2 separate regions of the Zea mays genome follow, and region 2 is linked to region 1. The links are chromatin contacts, called in public Hi-C maps. All regions are on one chromosome and are shown on one strand. The core of a region is the stretch at or near the end of the contact, and the rest is flanking DNA. Distances in the headings are between cores, read along the strand shown.

What was found. Hi-C and Micro-C count contacts between places; a contact is called where the count stands out from the background.
Region 2: a contact with region 1 is called in a Hi-C map of tassel, with 5 times the contacts expected there. The contact joins the promoter of LOC100383201 here to the promoter of LOC100192014 in region 1. A contact is called at or near these places in 10 of 25 Hi-C or Micro-C datasets (bundle sheath, ear, endosperm and 4 more).

Annotation. Positions count from the first base shown.
Region 1 is chr7:103,137,324-103,140,023 of Zm-B73-REFERENCE-NAM-5.0, forward strand. LOC100192014 (protein HOTHEAD) reads right to left here and starts at 1,293. Exons shown (of 6, transcript NM_001137438.1): 1 at 1,091-1,293; 2 at 277-634. The coding sequence starts at 1,178.
Region 2 is chr7:103,405,248-103,407,947 of Zm-B73-REFERENCE-NAM-5.0, forward strand. LOC100383201 reads left to right here and starts at 1,383. Exons shown (of 10, transcript NM_001175863.1): 1 at 1,383-1,508; 2 at 1,594-1,870; 3 at 2,191-2,314; 4 at 2,439-2,558. The coding sequence starts at 1,413.

The sequences.
Region 1 (2,700 bases), core at 43-2,542:
ACTCGTGCTACAGTCATGAAAGTGACTGGTCTGGTCAGATTGCTGCTAGCTGTATGATTTTGGTTCCAACCTGTGTTCTTCCTGTGTGAATCTAATGCTGCCCATTGTGGGCAATGATAGTAATAAATAAATAAATAAGATAAGAGTGGGTTCATTTTTTTGGGGTAAAAATCTCCCTGTTTTGTCATGCACAGCAGAGCTCAGCTCGGGGGAGCTGTCACACCCACACCCAGCAGTATAGTGCAGAACACATCATGCATCCAATGCATCGCATACCTTGGGCTGGCCCGGCTGTAGAAGCCGGCATTGATGCAGGTCCCACCGCCCAACACCCTCGCCCGGGCATTGATGACGCCGTCGGTGGAGATGAAGGCCTGCGACGGCGAGTCCGGCGCCATGTTCATGAGCCCGATGTGGAAGTTCTGCATGTAGGAGACGTTGCGGTCGCCGTACGGGGAGCCTCCGCGCTCCAGCAGCAGCACCCTGTACCTGTGCGACAGCGTCGCCGCCAGCGGGCACCCCGCGGTGCCGCCGCCGACGATGATGTAGTCGTACGTCGTCGGGCACCCCGCGGGGTAGCTGCTGGCCTTGTGGAAGGGCGGGAGGTTCCTCAGGCTGAATGCTTCTTCCTTGCCTGCGACAGAGGACGAGCAGTTGCACTGTTACCGTTATGTTATGCCTGCGTGATTCTTCGATTTTTTTTTTCTTCCTGCTGTGAGTGTGAGCTACGTAATGAACAGTTTCATCCTATCGGGTTTTTTTCTTGAGTGAGCAAAGCTTGCTTCTGATCTAATTGAGCTTGCGTGCGCTCTTGACATCGTGCCACCCTGGACCTGGGGATGGCATATCAGGCAGGTGCGTATCTTTCTTTCTTATTCTTATTATCTGTTGCTATTTTCTCTTCTTGCTAACCAACAAACAGGCGGTGGTGTGCCACTTCAGCATTCTGAAGCGGTAGTGGCAGAAGCCAACAAACAGGCAACGATGGAGGAAAAAAAAGAACATCAAGCGCAATGCCAGAAGACGAAGGAAGCAAGAAAGCAGAAGCTGCTGGGAAACCAAGAGAAGAATCTTCCATCAGCATGAGTACCTCGGGACAGCTCCAAGAGGAAGAGCAGGCACGCCAGCAGCAGCAGCAGCAGCTTGAACAAGAGCAGAGCTCTGCCGCTCAACGCCATCGGACTGAGCTGAACCTTCAGCAGCGCCCGGCACAGCAAGCAAAAGACGGGAGCTCCTCTCGTTCTCGAGCAGAGAAAGGTGAGCTGCTCGACCTGTCCCCTCCCTTGAACCCTCTGCTCCCCACCTCTCGACCCGGCTAGTGGCGTTGTATTGGAGCTGGTTTATATGTAGCCGGCCGGCCGGCGTGTGTCGTTGGAGGGATTGCAAGCTTGCAGGCCACATCAGATGAGAGTGCTGGCTGAGCCCGAGCCGGCATTGAAGTGGAGCTCACCAGCTGCAGTAAGGGCCATTGAATGCTCGCTGAGGGAGCAGAGCAAGCACTGCCCTGGTACAACCGGGATTTATGGACTTCTTCATCAACCAACCAACCAGCCCTCACAAAGCTGCGGCGATGGTGGCGCCCCCTCCTCCCTCATTTACAAGAATGACAGGCATCTCTCTCTCTCTCCCTCTCTGCGAGTCTGACATTTCTTTATTGGTTTCCGTACCTGTGGCTTCGCCAATTGGTTGGGCCAACGGGTTAATATTGTATTTTTTTATGTTTTTTATTTTTACCTGGCTTGCTCTGTTTGTCTGATGGCACTGCCAGTGCCATCCCATGAGAAGAGAGAGCATGAATGCCAGTAGTACTAGTATGTAGCAGGAAACGTGTGGTGCTGTTTTCATTCAGCACCGGGTGTAGAAAACGTGTCCCTGACATCAGAGAAGAGAGCACCATTCTCAGGAGGGAAGAAAGGTGCGCGGGAAAAATCCCCTGGAAGTTTGCTTACACAGGTCGTCGTGTGCTTCGTCATCTGATATAGTGATATGTATATATTTCAGTTCCATGCAAGCTATAGGACTTCTAGAAGCTGTTGGTAGAGTGGAAACAACTTCGTATGGTGTATTTTATTAGGTTATAGTCGGTAGGATGTATCATAGTAAGATATTCGGACTGCTGCAACTGCATTCCGTAAAGACAAAATACTATAGAAACTAACTATAGCTGGATTAAAGCCACATCGAACAAGTTGTAGGAGTCCTTGTTTTCGGGAAAAAAACCATTTATGGATGCATGCGTTTTAACATCAACATAAAAACCTTGTTTTAACTACCTCCATAAAATATTATTTTTCATATCTACTCATCTTGCGCGAAAGAGGACGCTTGTAGCCGTTACATGCAGCGGAGGAAGTCTGGTGGGATACGTTGAAGACGGAGAGAATTATCGGGGGGTTAGAGTGCCTTTGCTATTCAATGGATGATGTACTCTGCTCGTAGCGGAGTGAAAACACTTATTAAAAAAAAAGCTTAGCAAAACGTTTCCGCGGAGTGTTCTTGAGTTAAAAAAAAAGGTTTTTTAAGCTGATGCTCAGTTTTGCTGTGTCCTCATTTTTACTCGTAGTCATGTTTTTTTTCTCAGTTTTATCTTTCTACTCTATAACACTATAAAACCAATATCTAACAAAAAAAGACATCTGAATATGGATCTAACGGCGCCGTCTTTCTTTCTAACTCTAAACATGTGCACATTTTGACACT
Region 2 (2,700 bases), core at 133-2,632, 270 kb after region 1:
TTTAAAGGGTAACGATCCAAGCATTCATTATATTCATAAAACACATAGTATTGCCATAATATGAATGCCACCATAGAATTGGCCAATCCTACATGGAAGGACGATATTTATATGTGGCATCGTATAGTACCATCATGGGTTCCAAAAACATTAAACTGGTAATTTCTTATACCTTGAAGTCAACTAAATAATTTTGGCTATATATATGTAAGAATGAGTTATTTTAATTTGTAGGGATTTGTCAGGCTTTCTTGTTATCAACTTTATGCACTCGTGGAATGGTAAAAGGTTATCCTGCATTTCCACTGTGAGTAACTGTGTAGTTCTAATACTTGGTCAATATCATTTTTTCTATAACTAATTGTTTTTACTAAATTTAATGTTGTCTTATACCGAATGTACAGACTTCAAGTGTACCGAGGACCAAATTCTTGGTAGAATTGATGAAGTACAGACTGAATGTAATGACAATATTCTAGAAGAACTACAAAATATTATTAAGCACGTCAGTGTTTAGTTGCAAACAATATGAAGTACGAGAATACAACATATGTGATGTTATTTGCAAATACTCGAGTTTAGGATAAGAAACAAAGATTCCGAATTTTTGCTCTCACTTATTATTCTCGTCCTTTTGGTATGAATTTTAATGTATATTCACTTCGTTACCATTCAATCCTCGCAATGCACAAACATTGTACTCACTTCTTAGGGTTTGTTTGGTTTGACTTTTGGCTTTGGCTTTTGCCCCCCTAAAAGCCAAAAGCCAACCAAAGGGCTGGATCCAGGAAGCAGCTTTTTCTAAAAGTCGACTTTCTCGTAGTGCAAATCTGAAAGCACCCCTGGACCTGCTTTTAGTGGCTTTTCAGATGGAACTATGAAAACATATATCGAAGAATTTTTAATGACTTTTAGTGGTTTCCACCAAACGGTTTTTAGCTTTTTAACAACTTACAACATACAGTAGATTTTTCCACAGCTCACAGTCCACATCAACTTTTTTCACAGCCACAACCCAACCAAACATACCCTTAGACTTTGTTTTTTGGTTTTCACATTGTATTGTAAATTGATTTGTATTAGTTTAATTCTTCATTGGTTGTTGCCAGAGAGTTTATAAGATTGAGATTGATAATATGTGTTATTTGTTTTTATATAATTATTGTGCACTAATATTTTGTATGTCGTTGCAACGCACGGGCACTTGATTAGTCGTCATATAATGTATTACCTTATCTAGAATAGATTGACTCTTTGAGCCAAACACCCCCTACTTTTTTGGCCCAATCAAATTTGGGGAACCCTGGCCCAATTAGAGTAAAGCACACAAAGAAACGGGCCAAAAGGACTGTAGATCCGAAGTTTGTCACTGTCCCGTTCGTCGTGTCCCAAAGTCCAAAACCCAACCCACAATGGCCGCCACCTCGCCGGCCCCGGCGCCGCCGCGCATCCTCCTCGCCGGGGATGCCCACGGCCGACTCCACCAGCTCTTCAAGCGCGTCAAATCGGTGGCTACCCCCTCCTCCCACCATTATCTCTTCCTCCTCTTGCTGGTGTCGTCGGTCCGTAACACCGTGCGCTGCCCACCCGCAGGTGAACCAGTCAACGGGGCCGTTCCACGCGCTGCTCTGCGTGGGGCAGTTTTTCTCCCCCGAGGGTGCTGCAGAGGGCTCACCGGAGGACGTCACCGACTACCTCGAGGGGCGCGCTTCCGTGCCCATCCCGACCTACTTCACCGGCGACTACGGCCCAGCCGCGCCGCGATTGCTATCGAAGGCCGCCGCTGGTGCTCGCGGGTTCGCACCCGGTGGCATCGAGATATGCCCCAACGTCTTCTGGCTTAGGGGAAGCAACCGCTTCACCCTCCACGGTGTGTTTTCTTGGTCTGCTGCTAATTGATTTCATTATACAAGGCCAAAAGATTTGCTACCAGCTAGTTAAATTTTTTGACAGAGATACTGTGGAGTTAGTCGAATGTTGCACTATATCGCACTCAGGCAACTAAGCAGGAGTCGCCTCTCGTGGTTGAAGATACTAAAACCTGTTCGTATAATTGGACATCCTTAAAAGTGTTATGGAACCTCATTGAACAGTGTGTAGTGAACTAGTGATGCCTGAAAGTCTGAATGTGAACTGATTTAGTCTCACCTTTCCTCTAGCACACCCATACATAATGTTTCCTGTCTGTAGGTTTGTCGGTGGTTTATTTGTCAGGGAGGAAAGGGTTAGGAGGGCCTGGCTGTTACAGCCAGGATGATGTGGATGCCCTACGGGCTCTTGCAGAAGAGCCAGGGATTGACGATCTGTTCTTGACATATCCTTTTTTCCCTTATACTGTTTCTTTCACTGCTTGCTAATATTAATATTGAGTTGCTTTGTGTTAGCATCTATTCTGGATGCATCAAATTTAGGTTCCCTTGACAGTAACGAGATTGCACTAATGAATGGCCGACTGGAGTGGTCAGTGGGTCTGACACTTCCAATGTGCCTAATCAGGTTTTGGATCCCAATGGGTATGATCCTATTGTTGCTGAATTGGTTGCTGAGATTAAACCAAGGTTTGGTTCTGACTTCCTAGTTCATACACAAAAAGGAAATGGTTATTGAGAAAGTCAACTTAAAGCATTAACATGCAGCTTCCGTACGGCTGTAATGCTGATATTGTAAAAAGGGCAGACCCAGTCCCAGAGGCTCCCACAT